Linked DNA regions of Mus musculus: regions 1 and 2 are each linked to region 3. Evidence: chromatin contacts called from public HiChIP or PLAC-seq data. All regions are on one chromosome and are shown on one strand. Each heading gives the region's core, a stretch centred on a gene start, on an enhancer-like site or on the middle of the called end of the contact. The rest is flanking DNA. Distances are from core to core; before and after follow the strand shown.

The links. HiChIP or PLAC-seq counts read pairs in DNA pulled down with a chosen protein or histone mark.
Region 1: a contact with region 3 is called in a FOXA1 HiChIP or PLAC-seq map of pancreatic cancer cells. The contact joins two enhancer-like sites. A contact is called at or near these places in 1 of 115 datasets of contacts at active chromatin or transcription factors (pancreatic cancer cells) and 1 of 9 other capture datasets (macrophages).
Region 2: a FOXA1 HiChIP or PLAC-seq map of pancreatic cancer cells shows a contact between it and region 3. The contact joins two enhancer-like sites. A contact is called at or near these places in 1 of 115 datasets of contacts at active chromatin or transcription factors (pancreatic cancer cells) and 1 of 9 other capture datasets (macrophages).

Annotation. Positions count from the first base shown.
Region 1 is chr16:24,034,754-24,039,083 of GRCm38.p6, forward strand. No RefSeq gene overlaps it. Among named protein-coding and RNA genes, the nearest start is that of Gm46545, 46 kb to the right of the region's middle. Within about 2 kb of position 2,913, at least 12 of the 459 cell types and tissues checked have an H3K27ac peak or open chromatin away from gene starts, as enhancers often do. A contact at or near this core is called in pancreatic cancer cells, where this site is marked.
Region 2 is chr16:24,093,533-24,097,352 of GRCm38.p6, forward strand. No RefSeq gene overlaps it. Among named protein-coding and RNA genes, the nearest start is that of Gm31583, 5.4 kb to the left of the region's middle. Within about 2 kb of position 1,404, at least 33 of the 459 cell types and tissues checked have an H3K27ac peak or open chromatin away from gene starts, as enhancers often do. A contact at or near this core is called in pancreatic cancer cells, where this site is marked.
Region 3 is chr16:24,432,494-24,436,656 of GRCm38.p6, forward strand. All of the region lies in intron 1 of Lpp (LIM domain containing preferred translocation partner in lipoma), which reads left to right. Among named protein-coding and RNA genes, the nearest start is that of Gm24440, 28 kb to the left of the region's middle. Within about 2 kb of position 2,633, at least 164 of the 459 cell types and tissues checked have an H3K27ac peak or open chromatin away from gene starts, as enhancers often do. A contact at or near this core is called in pancreatic cancer cells, where this site is marked.

The sequences.
Region 1 (4,330 bases), core at 1,663-4,162, 400 kb before region 3:
CTTCACTGGCTTTCTTGGCTAGATCTAGACCTCTTCTGTGGCTCCTGTAGCATGGCTTGCCTGCTTCACATTGCCCTTCTTTGTTATAGAGATGGTTTTCTTTCTTCAAGCCTCATAATCGAACCTCTATTACATTTTCTTCTTCAGCTTCCTTCTCTCTTCCAGCATGTGCAGAATAGCAGAGAGCTCTGGTTTTAAGGAATGCTGTGGCTGCTTTGACCTTCTACCTAAACCACTAGCACTGCCACCATGCCTATCAATAAGGTTGTTAAACTATGTCATCACTCATTCGATTGTTTGGGTTGCACTTCCAAGCTGTCTTCTTTGCATTCTGGTGGCTATTTTGTGTAAGGAGCCTAGTTTTAAAGGAGCTTTCGGCATGCTTCCTTCTTTAAATGTGCTCATTTCTAACTTGATTTAAATTAAGAAATACATGTTTCGCCGGGCGTGGTGGCGCACACCTTTAATCCCAGCACTTTGGAGGCAGAGGCAGGCGAACTCTCAGAAGAGTTCGAGGCCAGCCTGGTCTACAGAGTGAGTTCCAGGACAGCCAGGCCTATACAGAGAAACCAAAGAAAAAAAGAAAGAAAGAAAGAAAGAAAGAAAGAAAGAAAGAAAGAAAGAAAGAAAGAAAGAAAGAGGGGAAGGAAAGGAAGGAAGGAAGGAAGGAAGGAAGGAAGGAAGGAAGGAAGGAAAGAAGGAAAGAAGAAAGCAAGAAAGACATGTTTCTTCCTTCTACTTGGGCAGTAGCTGGGCTATTAGTTGGCATAATGTCAGTACTGCGTGTCTCAAGTAAGAGGGAGACCTGAGAAGGGGCAGAGAGGTGGGGAGGGAACTGGTTGGTGGAGCAAGTAGATCACACACAACACTCCTCCGTTGACTTAGCTGCTTCTAAAATGAGAACCCATGACATCCCAGAATCATCAAAGACCAGCAAGTAAATATCACATTCACATATCTAACAATAAAGGGAATTCATGGAATATTGACAAAATTATAAGAATGTGATACAGATAGCTGGGCATGGTGGCACATGCTCTTCAACCCAGCACTTGGGAGGCAGAGTCAGGCCTGTAAGTTTGAAGCCAGCCTGGTCTACATACTGAGTACCCCTCACAGAGAGATCCTATATACATTTTTTAAGTGACTTGGAGACACAAGGAGAGCATACCATTGGGCAATTAGCATTGATGGAGCAATTTGTGTTTGTTTTATGTTGTAGAGTGCTGGGTCTTGTGAGTGCCAGACAAGTACTTTCACACTCAGTGGCATTTCCTGCTCACTTAAAGACCTGTTTGGTTTGGGGCCATAGAAACATTTAAGCTGTAAAAGTGTATTATCTGCAAAACACAATAAAATGTGAATTAGGTATGAATTCCTTTCCTCCATAAAAATGTAAAATATGTTAAAATACACAAATGTAAAGCCATTCTTTGGTGCAGGTGGGATGTTAGGGGAAAACCTTAAGTCAATCACCATATAAATCATTTCCTATTCCCTGGGGAAACATTCAGTGTCATTGAGGCCAAGATAATCCAGATAAAGCAAAGAGATCAGAAGTCGGTATTTATTGACATTCTAACTACTTATTAGAATACAGTGTTCTAAGTCTTCCAGGGGGACATCAGCAAAGTGCTCACAGGACTTTCATAGGAAGTAAATTTTAGCCTTCATACAAAGTGATTAAAGAAGGCTCTAAGGGGAAAGAATTTGACCTGGAAGTTAGAAGGTAGGTTCCTGAAGCATAGCAATGACTCCTAAGGGCCCTGATACAGAGAACAGTACGGGCACACCCACAAGTTACTAGAAAGCAAGTTTTAAAGAGGCCGTGTCTAGGGAGTGGCTACCAAATGTGAAGGCAAATCCCTTCTAGAAGGTACTAAGTCCATTCTGGTGGGAAATGCATTGATAATTGGACATTATGCTCACTGCAAGTCGACATCTTGTACCTCTCTCTTAGAGTAGGAACCCTGACCCTTTGAAATAATTAGCATCATGTGTGTAAAGAATAAATTACCAGGGTTCAAAGACAGGTACACTAAATTCAGTGGTTAAAAGATATGTATCCTTCTTAGCTCTATCGACATAAATGGAACCGAGAGTAAAGAGCACTTAAAATAGGAAGAGACTAGGAGAGGTTGCAGTTCTCTCGGGAAAACTCTGTCTTATGTATAGATTTGCAATGATGATCATGGTCCATTTGCCCTTCCTGGCCTTGGTCATGTTACTTTATTGCTAAAGGTTCATCTTTCTTTCCTGAGAGTTAGGGGAAAGAAATTCTGCACACATTGAATGTTTGTGTTGAAACGGGAAGGTGTCTTCTGCCAAAAAATTAAGAATCTTTGCTCCATTCCCTTCTGTGTTTTTATCATGCCCCATCACTTCTTCTTAACAGAGGCCAAGACACATTAGTTGCTATTCAATTGCTGTGATAAAACACCATGACCAAGGCAACTTATTTTTTAAGAAAGTATTTAATTGGGCTCATAGTTTCAGAGGTTTGGAGTCCATGATGGTTGAGCAAAAGTGTGGAGGCGGGAAAACCTGGAGCAGCAGCTGAGAGTGAATAACTTAGTCTAGAAGCAAGAGGCAGAGTGAGAGAGACCACACTGGGAATTGTGTGACTCCAGGAGCCACACCTTCTTCAAAAAGGATAAGTCCCTCTCCCATCCTTCCCAAATACTTCCACTAATTGGACATCAAGTATTTAAACATATTAGCCTATTTGATGCCATTTTCACTCAAACCATCACACAAGACAATTTGCTGTATCACAAGATTGATACCAGACTCCACCCCCAAGTGCCCCCACTATTGTAAATAGTATTGATTTGGACTAGTGAGACACCCACCTGGATGAAGGCTCAGCCACCCATCCTAAAGAATGTTGATAGTTACTATGATTCAGATATGATTCACCACCCAAGAGTTCAAAGGTTTTGGGTTTGGCCCTCGGTGACTCAAGGTGGAGGTTGGACCTCTGTCTAGGGATTTTGAGGTGCTGCTTTTGGAAAGAATTAAGGCCATTTGTCTTAGTCAAGGTTTCTATTCCTACACAAAACATCATGACCAAGAAGCAAGTTGGGGAAAAAAGAATTTATTCAGCTTACAATTCCACATTACTGTTCATCACCAAAGGAAGTCAGAACAGGAACTCACACAGGGTAAGAGCTTGGAGGCAGGAGTGGATGCAGTAGCTATGAAGGAATGCTGCTCACTGGCTTGCTTCCCCTGGCTTGCTCAGCTTGCTTTCTTATAGAACCCCAAACTATCAGCCCAGGGATGGCACCACTCAAAATGAGCCCTTCCACCTTGATCACTAATTGAGGAAATGTCTTACAGCTGGATTTCATAGAGGCACTTTCTCGAGAGAGGCTCATTTCTCTGTGATAACTCCAATTTGTGTCAAGTTGACACACAAACCAATCAGTACCCCATTCATACAGGATCCTGAGTTAGTTCTCATGAAAACGAGTTAGTATAAAATCTTGATCCTAAGGGCTGCCAAGATCACTGAGTGTTTCAGAGTACTTGCTGCTCTTTCTGATGGTCCAAATTTAAGTTGACAGCATCCACATCAGGCAGCTCACAACCCTATGGATTTCCAGTTCTTAGGAAATTCCTTCTTCTGGCCCTTACAGGAACCCATATTCACAAGCACATACATGCGCACACACATATGCACACATATATGCACATAAATAAAAATAAAATAAATCCTAAAAAAATAAAAGTCTTGATCCTGTTCTCTAAGTCACTGAGTTTCTCTCTAACCAAACTATCTCTCCCTTTCACATGAACTCCTGCCATTCTGCTGCCATCTGTGGTAAGGCATTGGCCAAAGCAACTGAACACCAATGCTGTGCCATCGAACTACTAGAACGATACGTTAAATAAACACACTTATTGTATAATTTCTCCAGGCTTGGGCATTTCATTACAGTAACAGAATCATATTAATGCAGCAGATCTCAGGAGACACACCAGTGTATACTTTGAAGTGACACTGGATATATTCTCAAGATGTTATATGTCCATCAAGGGTTGAGCTTCCCCATTGAACTTAGGTTTCAGAATGCCAGGGGGTACCCCTGTTATGGAGTTACTGATGAACTGAGGGGAAACACTGTTTTGGTATCAATAAAGAGGACACAGACCAGTGGTTCAAGAAGATGCTGAGTCACATCGGCTGTGTTACTCATTGTTATGTAGACCTGGCCAAGCCACTTGTTCTCTAGGTTTCAGTCTCCCTGTTCATAAAACTAAGGACTTAATTGGACCACTTTACTCTTTTAGGATCAATATTGATTCTTATTTGTTGCTGTTTGGG
Region 2 (3,820 bases), core at 154-2,653, 340 kb before region 3:
GCTCTCTGAGTTGCTTTCCATCTCCAACTGGAAACCTTAGATAACCTGAACAAATACCTTAACTTCACAAACAGAAATAGTGGGATCGCTTTAAGGAAGCGAGTGGGAGTCCACAGGACCGAGAGAGATATGGGGATTAAAAACGGGCGACTATGAAAGATGAGTTCAGCCATCCCTCATGGAGCCACAGTTCTGAGCAAAATAGGCCCCTCACCAGCATGGGGAGGGGCAGGCTGGGAAGCCCAGTGAGAAGAACCCCCAAAAGCCTGGGAGCCCGGACATGTGCTTCTGGGCCAAGCCCGCCCTTGTTTGCCCAGCCACCCTGAGCCTCCTGTCACTGTGGTTTGAAATCAAAACATCCATTCTTCCACAAGGTCATGAGCGCTCAAGAGTCTTACTGCCTCTGAAGACAACCATTTCTGTCTGGGTGAGTTCTATTTATCAGAAATGTTTCAAAAGCATGCTAATAGCATCCTTAATTGCACACGCCTCAGTGTTCTTGCTGGCTAGCTGATCAGCTATTTGGGACCTGGTTACTGTGCAGTAGGTAATTCCCTGGAGAATTACTGTCCCCACAAGTCTCTGCTGTCTGTTGTACTGCAAAGAAGGCTGGTCCTCTACCCAGTCCTCAGCCTCTCGGCTCACATACCTAGCTCACATTAATCACTCAGAAAGCACATTGGTAACTTACTGCTTAAAAAAGAATGTGGATTTTGGGGTATTTTTTCCCTCTTCTTTAATCAAGGGAGTGTTGCTCACTATTTACTTTATGAGACAGTTGCACACAAATGATTGGGATTAAGTACTGGCTTGACTGAAGTCTTGGTTTTGGCTCACTCAGAAGTGATGCAACCCAAATCCAGTTATTTGCCCTCTCCAGGTCTGTTTCCTGGTACAAAAAAAATTAATAATATTTACTTTATGGACTATTGAGAGAATTAAATTAGGTGGCTTGTCCCATGGGAAGTACCATTAAGTAATTAAGAAGACATCTTTTCTCCACAGTTCAACCTTATCCACAGTCCGAGTCCTCTTTGGTACCGCTGACCATCTTATTGGTCTCAGTTCTGTCCTCGGAGACCATGCAAAGTAGGCCAAAATCCTCTTTCCACTTGGCCGTCTTTCAAGTATTTCCATTTGACCACAAGCTCCATACATGGCAAAGGACCTCTCCCGAGAAATTGAGGTGGGAAGAAAAAAGTGTATTCAGGACTTCACCACAATCTGGAGAGAGAACCAAGGAATCCCAACTTCTGCCCTGGAGTGACTGACCACTTCACACCTACCTCCAAGAACAGAGGGGCCAGCCAGAGCTCTTAGAAAATGGCACTGTGGTAGCACATGGCACCGAAGTGCTGACACATGGCTCTTTGATGTGGGCCTTAGCTCATGATGTTGCTTTATTTCCTTAAGTTCGAAGATAAGCATGGGCCACTAGAACCACTTCAGTGAGGAGCAGAGCGAGCTGCCCCGAAGGCTTTTAGGAATTTTCCCACAGAAGTATTGCAGCCAATTGTGCAAACTTGAAAATGGTTTCATGCAAATCTATTTTGCAAATACGTACAATCTTTTTCTGAATTGTTTTTATAACCCCACATCTCTGCACTATCGAAACCCTCAGATACCTGGTTTCTTCTCTCAGGTGGAAGCAATTTCTGAAGCAAGAGAGGGCTTGACTCAATAACTGAAGACTTGGACAAACTGCTCTATGTGTTAAACGGGCACTGTAAGAAACCTATTTGCTACCCTTCTGCCTGCTTGGGATGTGAGCACTCTGTGATCCCTGGTTTAGAAGTGTGACTGACGGACAATTGGAAAATCCCTTTAACTATGTGGTCCTGTAACTTGTCCCACAGGGAACCTTCTTAGCTCTAGGTGATCTTGAAGCTTGAGCTCCTACCAGGAGTTAGTAGCTTATAGGGGTCAGGGAGGGGACCTTGGCAAGATTCCTCCACTAGGATACTAAGTAGACTCAAAGTTTTCAAGGTTACTTTGAAACCAAGAAGCACTACTTTCCCATCTATATTTATTCTAATGGTGAGGTAGCTTCTGGTGAGAATTTGATTAAACAGTGCACTGAAGGCTGCCGTTCACTGTTATGTCTTGATCAAAATTTCAGGGATGTATTATGTTATTTCCTGTGTGAGACTGGAGAAACCTCCCCTCCATGACTGACAGCCTGGTAGGACAAGCTAAGACTTTAATTTTGACCTCCTGTCAGTCTCAGGGCAGGGCTCAGTCTATTACCATGATGACTAGATCAGAAAGTTGACCTTATTAGTCATTCTTCTCTGTCTATAGACAGTCCCAGGCAATGTTTACGATATGACTTCTAAGAGACTAGGAGTCTATCCATTCCACTTTCTGTACCTGGAGCAGCTAGAGTTCAGAGCCCTCTGTCTCCAGTGATAAGTAGTCTTCTCTCCATGCCCCAGGATAATAACGCTGTGGCTTGATCTGTGCACTGGAAAGCACCGAGCTTCACGGTGAATCTTAAGTCTTTCAAAATATACAGTGTTATTTTAAAATTATGGGGACAATAAAAACTAGCCAGCCTTTGGTTGTGCCAATTTTGTCCCTAAGGTCACACTTATGTGTGGAACCCCCTCCTTGTGACCTGGTGCCATGACTCTGCCTGTCTCCATTTCTCCGTCTAGAGAAGAGAATCTGTAACTTCAAAGACTTAGGCAAGCCCCAAGTACTCTCCCACAGAAACTGGGTGAAAGGCTTTGACTGCTCTGCCCCAATCCCACAACTGCCCTAAAATAGAGTCTGCCTCAGATCCTGCTCATTCAGCTCAGATATGATTTCTTCCAATAAGCTTTCTCTGACTCTTCACATTCCACCAGCCAAGCTGGAACTGTAATTGCTCTGTTCTCCAAATTGCCTTTTCTTACAACAAAGAGCAGTTTCTGAATCTTGGTAAGTCCTGTGTGAATAGACTTCTAGAGAGTGGCATTAGGGTGGGGGTAGGGGTGGGGGTGGAGTTCTTGATTACGTGTTGTTCTTGATATCCCTTTAAAGCACTTCTGGTAGGATGAGCTGGATGTGAAAATAAACTGGGAGATAAAAGACCAACTAGCTGGATACTTTGCTTTTTTACCACGACACACTTACAATTTCATTACTTTGGAAATTTAAGTTCCTTGGAAGTGGTTTTTTGGAAACACTCTCTTGGGAACTTTCAGAAAATTTGAAAATCCGTAGCAGGTTATTTTATAATGTCAATAACACAATCTACAAAAACAATGAGAGCATGTATCAAGCATTGGACGCTCCTGTTAGACAAGTGAAATGAAAACAAATTGGAAACATGTATAGATTAAGTAGAAAAACCCTTTACTTAGAAAATCAAATACTTGGAAAAGTTGAGGTTAAATTGGTTAGCACTATTTTGAATGGACACTTCTATAAAATTTGTTTTAAAAACAATATGGAAGAGTCATAAGATGTCTGGGCACAGTGCCCCAGTCAACTCGTCAATGGGATTCTGGAATCCAAAGGTTATATGGTGTAAAAACACAGAGAGCAAAATGCACAAGGATCTTCATAGAACCATAATTTTTAAAAAGCAAACACTTCCCCCAAAGGAGCATGTAAGACAACTTGAAGGTATTAAAATGGGATTGTGGTTTTATTAGTTAGAGAACATCATGCAAATTATATTATCTAGGCATTATAATGCAAACTTTAAAAGGAAATGCTCATTATGTAATGTTAAGTGAAAAAAATCAGGCCATAAAATGAAATGTGCATTATGCATGCATATGATGAAAAGACAAGAAATAGATAAGAATATGCAGAAATACAAATAGTTGGC
Region 3 (4,163 bases), core at 1,383-3,882:
CTTTTAAAAGAAGAAGAAGGGATGGAAATTATGCTGCTAATGTTAACATTAAGCTATATCAATGCCTTATTCTTAATATAGCCTAAGACTCATACCTAAAATGTACTTGATTGAGGGAAGAAACCTGGTGAAAATTTCCTAAATTTCTCAATGAAATGACAACGTAGCTCATGCATTTGATTTTTTATTCATCCATCTAGATGTACTTCTTCATGTTTTTAAAGATGCACTGTGTGGCAGGCACCATACTGAGCCCCGATTCATCCATGCTAGATCAGAATGACATATGGTAGGGGAGAACTCAAAATGTGGATACCTCAAATTGACATGTACATGTAAAATTCTCATCGGATTTCAAAAGCTTAGTATCCAAAAGATATAAAATATCTTTTATTTTTTATTTTATTTATTTATTTATTTATTTATTTATTTATTTTCGAGACAGGGTTTCTCTGTGTAACCCTGGCTGTCCTGGAATTCACTTTGTAGACCAGGCTGGCCTCTAATTCAGAAATCTGCCTGCCTCTGCCTCCCAAGTGCTGGGATTAAAGGTATACGTAAATAAATTTTGTTTTTGTTACTTTGAAATGGTATTTGGGTGTGTTGTAATAAATGGAATACACTAATAAAATTAATTTCTGTTACTTTTCAAAAATGTGACTGGCCAGGAAGTACACAAGATGATCTGTGGTACACACTGTGCCCTGAGGTCAAGGGTAGTCTAAAGAGTCAGGGAGGAGACATGGAGTCTTTGTGGGATGCTGGTCTCTGAGCTCCTCTTTATTTATCTTTACACATGTGTCTATGTTCTTCTTTCTTTTTGTCCGAACCTGTTTCAGTCTGGAGAGAGGTGCTCCACTCCACTGTGTGATGCCAACTCTAGTACTTGCCAGCATAGTTTCTCCTGGCCTTTGTATTATTCTCTCTCTCAGTCTGATGTCCTTAGCTTTTCTTCCAGATTTCCATGCTGGCTTCTGCCCTTCTCACATGCCAGAGGGGTAGGGGCTCCAGAACTTTGTCTTGGGTTGTCTTTGAATCTGTGTTCCTGCCGGGTGCGTGAGGTTTTCTGGTTTGGAACTCGTGAGCTGGAGGCCCACGTATGAATGACGTCACTGCCTCTTGGACATTGCACTTGGAAGTCTTTAAAGAGACTCAGTATGTCACTGTCACTGTGGGAAGCAAGTCACTGCTAGCGGAACACAAGGGGTGGGGGGAGGGGTGGGGGCATGGGATGCAGGATGCCCTGTCTTCAGCTTGTATTGTCAGCTATGGTGGCAGCCACTCCACAACCCTCCCTTCCTGTCGTCCTTTAGGGCCCCTCCCGAGCTCAGCCTTTCTCTTAGCATTCTCAGCTGGCCTTCTTTCCTGGTCCTGCCCTTTTTGATTGTGTTCTCTGTTCCTCACGAGTGGAATTATAGACTCAGGAACATGTTCTGGCCTACCTCTATTTTTCAAAGTCTCTAATTTCTTCACCCAGAGTAAAATTCCAAATGTTTTGCATCTATTAAAGGGGAGAGTCAGCAGGTGGTAGCCGTGTCTTCAGGCATGTACCTGGATTCTCTGTCACCTTCTATGGCTTGACACTTGCATTTTCTCCTCTGAAACATTGCCCCCGTCGCCTGCTCATTCCCTTTGGGACTACGGTCCCCTGTGACCTTTGACCTTACTTATCTCTGCTTCCTCCTTTTTGGGCCTCTGTTGAACTTCACTGCTTTTCCTGGAGGGGAAGGGACATTCTTCTCATTTCTGTATCTTTAGTCATTTGTGCCTGACTAAGTGCTCTAGAGTAAGGGGTGCGGGTGTGGTGGGGTGGAATTTACTCAGGTAGCAGTGTGAATGGGGAGGGTCCTAGAAGAGGTGGTCCTTGCTCGGCTGGGGTGACAGGGTGCAGAGGAGATTCTAGCGGTCTTCTAGTCTACTGTGCTGTGTGCTGTAGGGTACAGAGGTACTGCAGAGGCCTGTCTTTCTGTCAACACTGTCCTTTTTGTAGAAAGCTAAGGATAGTCACCTCAGGGGTCTATTTGGGCAAGTGCCCGCTCTTTGCCTGTGAGCTGGGTTATACAACTCAGGAAGCTTTCTCAGCACACAGCTGGCATTGCAAGCAGCCTTCTCAGTCCTTGCTGTGAGCTGCCTCGGAGGGAAGAAAGCCGAAATGGCTGCTTGCATTTGTCTTTAGTTCTCCTGTGGAGTTGCGCTTTTGGATAGCAGCGAGGTGAACTCAGCAGCCAGAGACAGGAAAGAGCCTAGTGAGTCATTGCAGTCCCTAATGAGGTGCATGAGGGACCCCTTCCTGAGAGTGAGGGTCAGGTGAGGTCGTGCTTTGCCTGGGGTGAGTTTTGCCTTGGGGCTCCGGTTGGCACTGGAACAGAGCTGAGCTAATTTTACCCACAGGAGCTGACTGTGCTGAAAAGCAGGGTTTCTGACATTGGCCTTATCATCTTGCTATGCCCAGAGGTACAGCCCTGGTGTGTCTGGACTGCTTTCCCCTGTTCAAGTGAGATACATTTCCCATTAAATGTGCTTGTGGGGGAGCATGGGAAGTGCATTGGCTTCGGTACAATGCTGGAGAGATGGGCTGGGATCCTGACTCTTTACCTTGTACACCAGGCACCAGGGTTTACAGTTGAATGAGTCTCGGATTGCTCATGCACCGACATACTTGGTGACATGACTAAGTGGTGGCTACTTCGTTTGTATTGGTTCTGTGAGGAAAGTGTCATTTCTGTCCCTGTTCTGCATATAAAGAGACATTCACAGAGAGCTCAGGCCACCAGCGAGACCTGACAGAGCTGGGAATTGAATCTGTGCCAGAGATTCCAGGGTGTACACTCCTAGCCACTGGAGCTTGCAGTCTTGATGCGCTAGGTAGGAGTTTTTGCTTATTTTTTAGCCAGGATTGAGTGTTTCTGACCTGCGTGTCATGTCTGAGGCCTTGAGCTCCATGCTGAGCAGGCAGGCAGTGGAGCTGTGTTGGGGATGAGGTCACACTAGCAAGGAGGAAGTGCTGGGTAGTCAATAGCTGCAGAGATGGCTGCAGTTTCTGGGTAGCTCTCAGTTCATCCTCACAAGCCCTTCAGCAGTTAGCCTTCCTAATCATGCTCAGCCAGCCCTCTTACAGATGAGAGCACAGAGGCCCGCAGAGGCCATAGTCCTCAGTGGACTCACTAGGCAGATGTAGAGTTGAGCAAGGCTCTTGGTCTGTGTCTGTTTATCTTCAATTCCCCCATTAACTCTGCTGTGTCCCCTAGTTGTAGTAACAGATAGAACCTGTACCTTGTTTCCAACCACGCAGTGGAGCCATTTCCATACAAGATCGTCTATGGACTTCATCAGTGTAGGAAGAAATGGTCTGAGCAGGGATGGGTGAAGCTGAAAGAATAGTCAGGGCTGCAAACTTAGGGCATATAACAATCACATATGCTCATGAGTTTTCTGGGTCAAGAATTTAGGCAGGACAAAGAAGGAGGAAGAAATCTGCCTACATGGCCAGAGCTTTTGTTTTACAAGGCCTGTGGTCTTGGCTGGAGGAATTAAAGGTTGGGCACTAGAGACACGCAATGCTGACAGTCACAGGTCAGGATGGCTGGATATGTTCTCCAGGATAGATTTTCTTCGCAGCATGCACTTAGTTTGATGGCCTTAAAAGGAAGGTTGAAGGAAGGAGGAAAGGGACAGGGATATGGGAGGGAGGGAGGGAAGAAGGGAGGGAGAGGCAAATAGAGGGAAGGAAGGAGGGAGGGTGAATCCTGACCAACATGCTGTTGTTAGCCAGTAGTTGTTAGTCAGAGGCTGTGTTTCTCTTCTCCATCGGTTGGAGCAGACTCAAACTCACCCATGTTTCAGGGGAGGGGACTTCAACTCTTGCTGCAGTGGCAAAACTCTGTAAGTGCTGGACATGTTGCTGGGGTCACCGGTCAAAGCACCGTTCATCTTTTGGCCAAGATAAGAGAAAGGAGCAAACATTTCTCAAGTCCTGAGCATGGCGCCGGGTGAGGCTGGATGGTCCAGGAGTGCAGCAAGCAAGCCTAAGAGGTGTGAATCTGGAAAACTGTCCAAGCTAGAACCTTTAAGGAAGAGGTCAATAATTTTGCCATAAGCAGGCTTTGTTTTCTGTGGCTTGGTGTTTACATTGACCATAAGCTTGTTGGGTAACTGACTAGATT